Regions from separate parts of the Oryctolagus cuniculus genome. Here region 2 is linked to region 1. The links are chromatin contacts, called in public Hi-C maps. All regions are on one chromosome and are shown on one strand. Each heading gives the region's core, a stretch centred on a gene start, on an enhancer-like site or on the middle of the called end of the contact. The rest is flanking DNA. Distances are from core to core; before and after follow the strand shown.

What was found. A called contact is a pair of places that touch in the nucleus more often than the background predicts.
Region 2: a Hi-C map of an unstated tissue shows a contact between it and region 1, with 2.9 times the contacts expected there. The contact joins the promoter of CDK17 here to the enhancer-like site in region 1. A contact is called at or near these places in 2 of 6 Hi-C or Micro-C datasets (liver and an unstated tissue).

What each region holds. Positions count from the first base shown.
Region 1 is chr11:99,124,439-99,131,462 of mOryCun1.1, forward strand. CDK17 (cyclin dependent kinase 17) reads right to left here. Exons shown (of 17, transcript XM_051845785.2): 16 at 6,085-6,162; 17 at 3,468-5,557. The coding sequence ends at 5,520. Among named protein-coding and RNA genes, the nearest start is that of ELK3, 78 kb to the left of the region's middle. Within about 2 kb of position 3,698, at least 1 of the 8 cell types and tissues checked has an H3K27ac peak or open chromatin away from gene starts, as enhancers often do.
Region 2 is chr11:99,228,762-99,235,785 of mOryCun1.1, forward strand. CDK17 (cyclin dependent kinase 17) reads right to left here and starts at 3,798. Exons shown (of 17, transcript XM_051845785.2): 1 at 3,659-3,798.

The DNA.
Region 1 (7,024 bases), core at 2,448-4,947:
GATACATGTACCCAACTATAGAGCCCTAAAACATATGAAGTAAACACTGACAAACCTAAAGAAAAATTACAAATTTTCAATAGAAAAACTACATAGATCAATTAAAAACAGAAAAATTGAACATTCTAAACCAATTAGAGACAACAGACATGTCAAACTCTCCACCTACCTCCTTTCTTAGAATGAGATAATCTTGTGTGCACATGAAACTGTTTCCTGAATAAATCCTATGAGGGTACTTTGGGAAGCTTATGGAAAATGAAATTAAAAGTTGTTTATTTTGGTGCAACAGAATACAATGATGGTATTCAACATAAGAAACGATGTAAGAAAATCAACCAATGCAATATATATTAACAGCATGAAGATAAATCACAAATAATTCAACTGATGTGGAAACATAGCTTAACAAAATTCACCTTTCAGGGTAAAGTCACTCAATAAACCAATGCTAGAAGGAACTTCATTAATATAAAGTCACACATGAAAAACTCACAGCTGGGGGCCAGTGTTGTGCCACAGTGAGCTGAACTGAGCTGCTGCCAACACCCCATATTGGAGCCCTGATTCAAGTCCTGGCTTCTCTGCTTCCAATTCAGCTCCCTGCCCAATGCACCTGGGAAGGAGGAAAAGACGGCCCAAGTACCTGGGCCCTTGACATCCACATGGGAGACCTAGATGGAGCTCCAGGCTCCTGGATTCTGGCTTCTGCCTAGACCAGCCCTGGCTGTTGCAGCCATTTGAGGAGTCAACCAATGGATAAATAAACAAATAAACAAATAAAGTACATCTTTAAAAAAGAAAAACCCACAGCACATACCATATTCAACAGTGGAAGACTGAAAGCTTTCCCTCTAAAGTCAGAAACAAGAGGAAGCCTACTTTACAATTTCTATTCAACATTTATTTTCCTGGAAATTCTAGTCAGAATAATTAGGCAAGCTACCACAGTACTCAAAACATTGTGGTACTGTCTTTATGGATAGATATATAGATGCACAGACTGATGGATCACAACTGAGAACACAGAAATAAATCCTCACATTTATGATCAACTGATTTTTGACAAGGGTGTCATATCTTTCTAGGAGGGAAGATAAATCTTTCCAACAAATGGTGCTGGAAAAACAGGCACAGGTAAAAGAATGAAGGTAGACTTTACCTTATACAATATGTAAAAATTAAGTCAAAATTGATTAAGGCCCTAAATCAAAGAGCTAAAACTATAAAACTCCTAAAATGGGTAAAGTAGGAACTGGCATTGTGGCATAACAGGTTTAGCTGGTTTGAGTCCAAGCTGCTCCACTTCCTTATTTTTTTTTTAAAGATTTATTTTAAATATTTGAAAGAGTTACAGAGAGAGGTAGAGACAGAGAGAGGTCTTCCATCTGCTGGTCCACTCCCCAGAAGGCCGCAATGGCTGGAGCTGCGCTGATCCAAAGCCAGGAGCCAGGAGCTTCCTTTGGGTCTCCCATGAGGGTGCAGGGGCCCAAGGACTTGGGCCATTTTCTATTGCTTTCCCAGGCCATAACAGAGAGCTGGATCGGACGAGGAGCAGCCAGGACCAGAACTGACACCCACATGGGATGCTGGTGCTTCAGGCCAGGGCTTTAACCTGCTTTGCCACAGCGCCGACCCCAGCTACTCCACTTCCAATCCAGCTCCCTGCTAATGTTGACTAGGAAAGAAGCAGCAGAAGGCCCAAGTGGCTGGGCCCCTGCACCCACATCGGAGACCCAGATAAAGGTCCTGGCTCCTGGATTTGGCCTGGCCCACCCAGAGTTGTTGCAGCCATTTGGGGAGTGAACCAGCAGATGAATATCTGTCTCTCCCTCTCTCTCTCTGAAACTGTGCCTCTAATATAAATAAATAAATATATTTTTTTAAAAAAAGAAACACTGTAAACTATATAAAAAAGTATATGAACAGACATGTCTCTAGAGTAAATATATAAATGGCAAAAAAAAAAAAAAAACCAAACATGAAAAGACGCCCAACATTACTAATCATTAGGTAAAGACAAATCAAAGCTACAAGGAGATACCACTTCCCTTCTATTAAAATGGATATAGCAGTAGAAAAAGGAAAATGGGTACTGGTGAGGATATAGTAATAGAAAAGGGAAACTGGGTATTGGTGAGGATGAGGAAACATTTGAATTCTCGCGCACTACTACAGGGAATGTAAAACAACTGCTGTGGGAAACAATTTGATGGTTCCTCATGAAGCTAAATACAGAATTATCACATGACTTTACAATTCCACTCTTTACAGTTAAAAGAATTGAAAACAGGAACTCAACAGATATGTCTACAACCATGTTCACAGCAGTTTTTTTTTTTTTTTTTTTTTTTTTGGATAGGCAGAGTTAGACAGTGAGAGAGAGAGACAGAGAAAGTGAGTTATAGACAGTGAGAGAAAGACAGAGAGAAAGGTCTTCCTTCTGTTGGTTCACCCCCCAAATGGCCGCCACGGCCAGTGCTGTGTGCCGATCCAAAGCCAGGAGCCGAGTGCTTCCTCCCAGTCTCCCATGTGGGTGCAGGAACCCAAACACTTGGGCCATCCTCCACTGCCCTCCTGGGCCACAGCAGAGAGCTGGACTGGAAGAGGAGCAACTGGGACTAGTACCCAGCGCCCCAACCGGGACTAGAACCCGGGGTGCCGGCGCTGCAGGCAGAGGATTAGCCTAGTGAGCCACAGTGCTGGCCAACAGCAGTCTTACTTACAACAGCTAAAACAGGGAGGGAGGGACCCCAGTGACCCTCAACTGAAGAATGGATAAACAAAATATATATATTTATAATACATTATTATTTAGCCATGAGAAGAAATGAAGTTCTGGTAAATGCCAAAAATGGATGAACCATCAGAATACTATGCTAAACTAAATTAAATAAGTGAAACACAAAAAGGACAAATACGGTATAATTCCATTTATAAAAAATATCAAAAACAGATTCCACAGAGACAGGAAGTAGATTAGAGGTTATCAGGAGCCGGGTGGGGAGACTAAATAGGGAATTATTTCTTAGTAAGTTTGAAGTGATGGGCAATTCTGGAATGGTGGTAATTATCATACAACTTTGTTAATATAATTAACACCACTGAATTCTGTACTTACAAGTAGGTAACATTTTATGTTGCATATATCTTAACACAACTTAAAAAAAGGTAAAGAAAATCCACATGAATTATCTTGAATCTAAAAGATAACCACAGCATGTTAATAACTAATTAGTCTTTTGACTCTAAACTGATAAGGGAGCCAACAGTGTGCAGCTGCTCTACAGACCAGGAGTGACACATTCAAAATAAAAGAAATACCTTCTCTTACCTTAAGAACCTTGTCAGTTTAAGAGGAACCATAAGTGGTCAAGGTTCAAAATTTCTGAGTTTCAACTGTCTTCACTTCAGAGTTTTCAGGATCTGAATGGTGCTCAATTATCAAACAAAACAAAATACATTCATTTGCCTGCCAAATTTCTTAATAAAATGAATACCTCAGAACCTCCCAAGGAAGAATTTTATGTAACAACTGGATATACTTCTTCACCTTTTATATTCAAGAATCACACTTAGAATAACTAACTATATGCCAAGTTTGCAACAAATCAAATCTTTACAATATGAAATACTAAGTTTGATACTTTGTAACTAAGAGTGCTATCCTGTAAAATTACAGCAGAGATTAATAAACGGTCAGCAAAAATACAAAGCATCACTTTTGGCACAGTGAGACAGTGCTATTTTAAGAATGACCCATTAAAAAAAAATTCCACTACTCAGTTTTCTTCCCTAAGAAAGAAGTGTGACTCAACAAAACCACATTTTAACAACATGGAGATTTTGTTATTATAAATTTCAAAACAAAATGGAGGAATTTTCACATAATATTTATAACCTTCAAAGTACAATATTAATACATGTCTGTCAGTTAGAAATAACAGCAGTTTGTTAGGCTACAGGGTTTAACATAAAACCAACTTACAAATGTGAAAAGCAGTAGTGGTCCAATATTCACCATTACAACATGAGTCTGTTTCTTCCAGAACATTTTTTTTAAAATTAAAACTTCAGTATCATGAAAATATTAAAATAACACCCCCAAACATGCCACAATCACTATTCACAAATAAAGTTAAAATGAAATATACAAAAATTCACTTAATACTGTTAAATAACAATAAACTACAAGATTTCCTGAACAGAAATGGTAGGACCCCTGAATGTTTTACAGTGAATGCCAGGAAAAAAAATTAAGTTATGACTATTTTCATGATATAAGGCAAAAATTTACATGACCATTTCAAAATATACCAAGTAAGATTTATAGTTTATAAGATGCACTAAACAAATAGTCCTTAAAAGTGAACACAAATGCTTTTAAAACACTGTTTCCAACACCAAAGTGTTTATGATGTTCTCTTAAAACTAATATTTAGTATCTCTAGTAAACAGATAATACCTACAATGCTTTAAAGCAGTCCTCTAAGTTCTCATTTCTTTCATTTGCAATTTATCATGGCTCATTCAAGGACATATTACAGCTTTAAGCTGATTCCAAGTGAATGTTACAGAAATACACACAGCCCCCAAATGAAAGAAACTGTTCCCCAATGAAGGATCATCCTTTCTAATAAAAAAAGAAATGTATTTAAAACAAATAAAAGCAGGACCTTTTATGCTTGAATTGACTTATATGGCTAAATTTTAACTAAATTAAAGGACAAGGTAAAATAGATGAGTGTATTAGTATACAGATATCCAGTAATATACAGCAGACATTTCTAAAATGAGGAATAATAGGTAAAAATGAGCGATTTTGGTGCTTTATTAGTCTAATGTGAAATCTCCAAAATGTCAGATGTTCACTTTCTTGAATCAAATTCTGCATCACATACTTTCCTAGACATAATGTGTTTATCAATCTCTTAGCTACTCTTTATTAATGTTCAATAAGAAATTATACAGCATGAACTTAGAGTGTTCAAGATGGCTCACTTATTTTACTGTTAAGCAAAGCTAATTTACATTCCAGGAAACACTGCAGTTTAATTTTAAAAACAAACAAACAAACAAACAAACAAACAATGCAGCAGTAAAACAATTCGTGAGGAAAAACATATGCATTCACATATAATAAAGCCACTGCAACTTCAGGCATCCAACTATTGTGTTAAACAGACAGTAGTTACTTAGCAGCAATGATTCCGCAATAAATAATGCACTGTGTTTCTCAGTCCTGCACAAAAATTGCAGCTACAGTTACATCAATAGCTGTAACCTACTGGCTCTAATGGCAGAGAAGACCTGAAAACTGACTGTACAAAAACATTGTCACACTGTGACAACAAATATAAAAACAATCTGTAGGTCTGAAATAAAAAGACTCCACTGCGAAGAGGACAGTGTAGACAAACGGAGATTCCAAGTTCACCAAAAGAAATAATTGCCTTCAGATCTGAGTCCTTGATTGATAAGAAAGGCTGGGGGCTGGGCTTGAAACCATGTTATCAGACTTAAAAGAGCATGCTCTGTCTTCTGTTCTTCCCATGTCCTAAAATATAAAGTCATTTTATGAGGCAGTTCAAGGTTCAGTTTTATCCCACATACAGTATTTGGTGACTCTAGGAAGCTAATGTTCCCACCAGCAAAAGCTGATATTCCACCGTAAGAATGATCAGCACTTTCTTAAAGGGCCCTTTTGTTGATGGGGTCAGTCTACAGCTTCTGTGCTTCGAAGTGAAGAGCCTGATGACTAGAGAAGCACAAGATGTGTCTTCTGCCTCAGGTACCACGGATGGCGCGTGCAGATCAAGCCAGGTGACTTGCAAAAGGTCTTTGTGCCATCTGCAGCTTTCAGTATCCCTGACTTGACTGAGTCAGATTCCTCTCTGAAGGTTTACTGAGCTGCCCACATCATACAGAAAAGTGAGGACGTGCAATGCTAAACAGACACAGTTGTGGAATGCACTGTACATTGGTTTGTACATCAATAATTTTACTGATCAATTTATAAACCAAAAGCTTGGTTCCATACAAAAATTCATGATCGACACGTGAAATGGTTTATGACAAACACACCTGTCTCTGGATAAGAAGAATTTCGAAAACCCGGGTCCTTTTGCAACTGAATCTCTTTCAAACTGAATATTGATACACCTAAAATGCAAAATTTTGGACACAAATTATCCGATGAAGGTCTAACATTATTTAAAACAAATACAACCTAACTAAAGAAAGATGTTTAAAAAGCATATGCTGATTCAACACAGAACATTTACTACACGTATAAGGTTGTAGTCCTGCTGTAAGATTTTTCCTTTTCTGTTTTGAGGAGAAAACCAAGCAGTGGAGGATTAGCCTAGTGAGCCATGGCGCCGGCCCAGAAATCCACTTTTAACAACTCTGAATCGAATCCAGATTGGGTCTAAGGACAATGGCTGTCATGAGGTAGTATGTACCAACCTAAGTCTAATAAGAGTGATGACCTCTGCCTAGGTGCTACTGATTTCTTATACAGTAGTGGCAATGTGTTCACTGTGACAAGAAATAAAGCAAAGAAACCAAACATAAAGGCTTCAAAAAGTTTGTGGAAATGCATTTTATGAAGTAACTATGCATATATTTCAAAATTTTTTTGCATCAAAATAAGTATCTTTCAATTCTATTCTCTATGAATTTTTTAATGCACCCTCTTTAAGAAATTCTGATGGGGGCTGGCATTGTGGTGCAGTGGGTAAGACTGTATTCCTTTGACAACAGCATCTCATATGAACAACATTTTTGAGTCCCAGCCGCTCTACTTCCAATCCAACTCCCTGCTAATGTATCTGGAAAAGCAGTGGAAGATGGTCTGAGTTCCTGGGCCCCGGCCACACGCATGGGACACCCAGATGGAGTTCCTGGCTCCTGGCTTTAGCCTGACCCAGCCCAGCCATGGGGGCTATTTGGGGAATGAACCAGCAGATGCAAGATTCTGCCTGTGTCTTTCTGTCTCTCTCATCTTTCAAATAAATAAATA
Region 2 (7,024 bases), core at 2,548-5,047, 100 kb after region 1:
CCACATGGAAGGCCAGGAAGAAGCTCCGGGCTCCTGGCTTCAGATCGGCAGCTCTGGCTGTTGTGACCATCTGGGAAGTGAACCAGTGGATGGAAGATTTTCTCTCTCTGCCTCTCCTCTCTCTGTGTAACTCTGACTTTCAAATAAATAAATCTTTTTTTAAAAATGTCATAAACCTATTATTTATCTTCTGCATTTAAAATGCAGAATGCCATAATCATTGTATAAAATACAGCTTAAATGATGATTTTCTTTTTAAAAATGTAGGCAAAAACTATACATTTTAAACTGGATTTAACATATAATGGTTTTTTCCTTTGTTGACAATACAGCAATAAATTCATTAAGTAATTATCCACCCTGGAAGTATAAAAGCTATGCAGAACAATGCCAGAAGCCGATGCTATAGTTTTACAAAGAATGAGAAACAGCAATAAAGATGCAAACTGTGATGTCCTATAAATATCAGCACAAATGGACAATAACAAAGAGAACAGGACAAAAAGTTTTTGTTCACAGGTAATTATGATCTCCACTGCTAAATAACTCTAACTTTAGTTGTCATAGCTTCCACTCTTCACAAAATATTTGCAATGTTTTCCAGCTATTACTGTTTCATCAATGCAGGGGGAAAGGAAGACATAATGCTGAAAATAAGAGATAAAACAACCTTGACAGAGCAAAGAAAATGATTTTGCATGTCATCTATTTCTGCCATAATTGTAGAACTGAACAAGTATCTGAAAACTAAATACATATATATGTAAAAAATATATATATATACATACATTCAAAACTGCTCTCAGTCCACGCAACTATCCAATACTACAGAGAAAATAAAACTTAAGTTTTCTATATGTTGTAAAACAAAGACTTATTAGGAGAAGATTAGTTGTACCAAACTATCATATACACTGAATCTATTCTTCCAATTAAATTTTCCTTACTAGTTTCTTCTTGTTTTTCTGGTAACCAGAGTACATGGGAAAGGCTGCATAGTATCAGTAACACTGAAAGTTACTTTGTTGGGCCTGAATCCAAAGTCAACAATAAATTACATATTTTATAGAATCTTCTTTTAGTAATAGCCAAATTATGAAAGTAACAAGGGGCGCCGGATTCTGTCCCCAGTTGCTCCTCTTCCAGTCCACCTCTCTGCTGTGGCCCCGGAGTGCAGTGAAGGATGGCCCAAGTCCTTGGGCCCTGCACCAGCATCAGAGACCAGGAGGAAGTACCTGGTTCCTGGCTTGGGATCGGCGTAGCACCCCGGCCAGCGCATAGCAGCCACTTTGGGGGTGAACCAATGCAAAAAGGAAGACCTTTCTCTCTGTCTCTCTGTCTAACTCTGCCTGTCAAAAAAAAAAAAAAAAAAGTAACAAGATTTTAATTCTGCTTTTATTAGGGTTGAAAAATAATGAGAAAACCTGTAAATATAGAAAACAATTTTTTCATTACCAATAAATCCCAGCATTCAGAAACCTTTAACTTTTTAGTAAATCCCTTCCAATGATAGTTTGATTGATTATCTAATTAGATGACAGAAAAAACAATGTATTTTCAATATGGCCTTTTGATAAATGTTGTACATATCAAATATGAATTATATGACCTGTCAATTCCACAAAGGTTTCTAAAACAGTGAAGTGGTGAAAGAAGGTACAGAGTCCTGTGATTTAGAGACTGGCCCGTGACCTGAAATCTCTTTCATCAGCAATTTCTAGTATGGAAGCAACCAGCAAGACATAGGTTTTATTTTTATTTTCTTTCCACATTTAAGTAATGTTTTTATTTGCACTGTAAGAATAATCAAATTAATTATATTTGTATAATAATTTTAAGGCAGCTTAAATTCTAAGACTCAGCAATTTGTTTTGGAAGCCCAGCATTCAAAGTGTTGGTGCTTCTGGCCTATGAGAGGGTTCCTAGATAACAAGACCCTTTACATTCCAATTTCCTCTCATACAACATAAAATAAGGAATATTCTGTAAATACAGTCATTTTTCTTTTGGTCCCTCTCATTGTTTATGGAAATATGCAGATGTTATTACAAAGACTGAAATGACTTCATTAACAAAGCAACACCCAATGCTTAATAAGACACTTCCTTACACGGATAAAAGAACAAAACCAGCTATGACCACCAGCAATCTAGTTTAGTCTTATTTCTAGCCTCAGTGAGGTTCTGGTCAACTCAACGTATCAAAAGTCTTAAAATGCCATTCATTTTCTTCTGTCCGATGTTCAACAAAGTAAACCTAAAACACAGCAACTCAGATTTGTTACTTCCTACACAAACGTCTTTGAAAAGAAATCCTATAACAAAGAACCCCCCCCCCCAAAAAAAGGCAAAGTTTGCAAGAATTGCCTGTCTTTAAGTCAAACATTTCCTGATAAGTGACAGAAGGCCTAGCTGCCAGAAATACACTTTGCTGATCCTAGGAACGACCAAGGCTCAAAAACAAAATCTGCCACTTCTGTATTAGAAAATTAATTTGGCTAGGGGCTAATAGAACACGACCAGCGACGTGTCTCCGCGGACGCTTGCACATAAAGGAGAAGCGCCACGGACTGAAGCTACATGCTTTTGCCTTTTTTTTTTCTTCCAGAAGAAAAGCTAATTGTTAATGGCCATGTGACATTACAGAGCCCAGAAAGGAAAAGGTGGGGGGGGGGGGAGGAGTTCAAGGCAGTTCAGGGTCAGAACAAGCTCAGGCATCCTGTCATTAGCAAACGCTCCTCCAGCTCAAGGCAAAAGACTGCTTACTCAAAAAGCAGTGGGTGAAGAGTGGGGGAAGAACGCGGGGGAAGCCACCGGAGAGGCAGTTGTGGCAGTGTGGGGGGTGCCGAGAGGGAGGGGATCTGGAGCTATCCAGCGGAGTTGGGGCGCAGAGGCATCGGGCACAAAAACGCTGAGAAAAGCGGCTGCGACCGAAAGGGCACCGGCACCCCCCCACGCCATCGGGTCTCCGGGTTTCCCACATTCCCTCCATCTCCGCTCTGGACCAACACTCGAGGTGCGACCCGCCAGCAGGCGGCTGCCCTCCCCGAGCTTTGTCTCGGCCCGCTCCCCACGCGGGGGCTCCTCCTCCTCGCTCCCCACCGCGCACAGTCCCCGCGTCTCCAAGGAGCTGCAAGCGGCGGGCCACCGCCTCCTCGCCCACCTCCCGCGGCCCCGCGCCCCTTCCCCACCCCCCACCTCCCGAGCGCTCGACCCGGGCAGCGCCGCCCGCGCCTCCCGCTCCACCTCGCGGAGGGGGAGCTTTGTGTCTCCGGGGACTTTCTGTCTCTTTCCCTCCTCCGCCCCGCGGGGAGACCGGCCTCCCCTGGAGACCAAAGGGCGACCGTGAGCCCCGGAGGCGGCGGCCAGAGGCGCCTCTCGGGAGTGCTCCCGGCAGACACCCACACCCCACCCCACCCCCCGGAAATGCCTGGGCGACCCGGGGTCCGCGCGGGACCCGACAGGTGACAGGCACACGCGAGCGAGCCCCCCGCCCCCGGCGCCCGGCGGGTCGGCTCCCAACTTCCCGGCCGGGCCTGCGCCTCCTGCGCCCCCAGCAGCGCCTCGCCCGGCCCTCCCGTCCGTCCCACGCACCTTCCCGGCCCCCCTTGGCCCGGGGTCGGCCCGGCAGCGCGGGGAAGGCGCGGCCGCCAACTCACCAGCAAGTGCGGGGACCGCCTCGGGCGAGGCGCGGAGGGAAAGCGGCTCCGCCGACGCCCGCGGCGACCGGATGCAGGTCTGGGTCCCAGCGGTCGGCAGATCCGAGGCGTCTGCGAGACGCAGGCCTCCGTCGCCGCAGCCGCCTTCCGGCTGTAGCCCAGGGTCCGGAGCCTCCGGGAGGGGCCGCGGGTGTCTCACGCGTTGCCAAGCCCCCCGGTCAACATGGCTCCCGGGCCGCCGAGTCGCGCGGGCGGCCCCCTAATCCCCTCGGAGAAACTGGGGCGGGAGCGAGGCGGACAGGCAGGCGCCGACGCCCGGCTGAGGCGGCTCGGCCGGGCGCGGGCTCCTTCTTCTCTGCTCTGGGGCCGGACCGTGGGGCGCTGAGGAGACGGCGGGCGGCCGCTTTCGGTCGCTGCGTGTGCGTCGCTTTCTCACTCGGCGGCTGCGGATTGACGCCTCCGCCTGTTCCCCGGAGGAGAGCGAGCCAGAGAGAAAAAAGACTTTTATTGAAACGATCCAACCAGCAGCGGCAGAGAAAGGCGACCGGCCGCGGGAGCTTCCCCCACCCCCGCCTGAGCCGCTCGCCGGGGGCAGCGCGACCCCTGCCGGCGGCGGCGGCGGCGGCAATGGGGGCGGAGCCGGCGGGCAGGGGGTGGGGCCTGAAGGGCGGGGCGGGGTATCCCCAGGAAACCCCCTGCCCCCAGGCGGGGGTCTGGGCTGGGGACGACCCTTCGGGAGTGAAAAAAGTAAGCAGTGGCTGTCAAGGAAGACCGGGGAAGAAATTATCTGAATAAGTCAGCCCCTTCATTTCCCACCCCCACCCCCAGCACACACAACTCTTGCTTGCAAAGATCCAAATAATTATTGTGCAAAGTATCAATGCGCCTGTTTTTGGTCCTTCTAAAAGGCTGATGTCAAAGGACCCGTGTGGATTGCTGCAAACTCTCCCTTCGTTGTGTGTGGTGAGTTGGGTACTGGTGCAGCAGTCACGCAAACACACGCAGTTTACAAGTTAAGCTACAATTTTATGTATAATACTACCAAAAATATTGGGTCCTCAGGAGGCCAGGAGGCTAACCCCAGTGAAGGATGATCAACAATTATAATTAAAAACCGGAGCGTGGTGAGAGGGAGCTACAGGTGTGCTGAGAGCACCACGGACCACCAGTGCACCTGGTTAGGTTTGTTTTCCTGGGGGAGGCGGGCTTCCACAGGTTGGCCCAGTTTCTGCAAATGTTTCTACTTTCTTCTTTCCCAGAGGTTAAAAGCTAGTTCAGGAATGAACAGCAGAGTGAAAGTGAAGACAAACTAAAGTAATACTGACCCATTTTTTCCCACTAATAAGGATAAAAGCATGAAGTGAAAACAAACTTAAACCCCTAGAGGGAGGTGATGAGAGGATTGAAAAAAAGAAAAAGAGACCGGATGCAGAAAACCTAAACAAGGAAAAAAAAAACCTTAACCACATAAAAGGCCTGTGAAGTGAGATGTAAATATTGTTCCCATTTTAACACTGGAGGTAGACAATATATTTTGAATGCAATTTCAAATCACATTATGTCCTAAGGACTTCTGACAGTTGACTTAGATTCCTGGATGAATCTCCTTAAAATACTGCCTGCTGACTTCTTTCTCTTGTTGGGCAAGTTAAATGTATCTGCTGTAACACTCAACATGTCAGTTAGATTGCTCCTGGGCCGCCAAAATGAGCAGGACCCGTAAATTAGCGGCAATTATGCTCTACACACATTTAACACTTGTTTACCATGCGGCAATGCAAATCCATATAACAAGCTTTCCTTTAGAGCAACTGTGCTTTTTAAAGAACTGATGTTTATACAGGCCTACTTATGTTGCCAAGCCTCTTCACATACTTGCCTTATTTTTAAAAATAATTGAATGATTTTTTGATCCCTTAGTAAATATTAAAAATCACCAAGAAAGAAGTTTACAAAATTACATCCTGAGTTTCAGCACCAATAATCCCCCCTTCTTATCATCGGATTGGAATTGCTGTTAGAACTATAGATTATTCCAACTGCCTCTTCTAAAGCTGTTAAAGAACACCGTCTCTGGCCGGTGCTGTGGTGTAGCAGGTAAAGCCGCCGCCTGCAGTGCCGGCATCCCATATGGGCGCTGGTTCGAGATCCGGCTGCTCAACCTCCAATCCAGCTCTCTGCTATGGCCTAGGAAAGCAGTAGAAGATGGTCCAAGTCCTTGGGCCCCTGCACCCGAATGGGAGATCCACAAGAAACTCCTGGCTCCTGGCTTTGGATCAGCTCAGCTCCGGCTGTTGCAGCCAACTTGGGGAGTGAACCAACGGATAGAACTCTCTCTTTCTCTCTCTCTCTCTCTCTCTGTGTCTCCCCTCTTCTCTCTCTGTGTGACTCTTTCAAATAAATAAATAAATCTTTAAAAAAGAGAGAGAGAACATCATCTCTTCTTCCTACATTTTTATGATCACAAATATTTCATTATTAGGATTTAATTTATTGATCTATTTGTTCTTTCAGTTAAAAATCATTTACCAACTCTACATGATGTACTAGGCTTTGAAGAGAACAAGACAATATTGCCCTGTGGAACTGTGTTAGTGAGATAATTTATAATCAGGAGGGGGTTATGAAGAAAACACAGCAGCAATGGGGGAGGGAGGTTAGCAGGGGTATACTAGGTGGTAAAACCAAGAAAGCACTGATGATCAGTAGAGGCTAGAAGGCAGGGATTCTTTCTTTGTATCACTCCACGTTATTTGAGCAAGAAAAGGTCACATGACTCAACACTACAGATGAGTGCATCAAGTGCATTTATCTACTTTTCTACATTGATTTACAATTCACACATAATGTTTTGTGTATGTTGGTTGGTCTATTTCCTAGGCTGCAAATAAGTGTACTTTGTAAAACAAAGTTAAATTATTTGAGTGTTTCTCAAACTGTGATTAACACACATTCCTTGGTGCTTAGTGCAGAAGAGATGCGGGAAGAACTCAAAAAACCAAATCCACCTAGGAAATGCCATGAGGTCTTTTTCTTTTTGGAAAGTTACAATGCACATTTACATATTAAAAGCTCTGACAAGTTCTGAGATTAAAAATAATTTGCTTTCCAGTGAAACCAGTGTATCTCAAAATGTTTTGACATAGAACAGCTGTATCACAGGGCATACATAAAAATATTGATGGGAGAATATTGAACTTTGGACAGACAGCAAAAGGGTATAGAGCCAGGAAATCTATGCTGTGATTCACAGTCTTGAGTGTGACATTGCCTGGGAAACAAATGTGAAGCATATGCAGATAAGATATGGAGAAGAAACACTTGAGTTGGTTTTTAGTTGCTTTACATCAGTGGTTCTCAAACTGT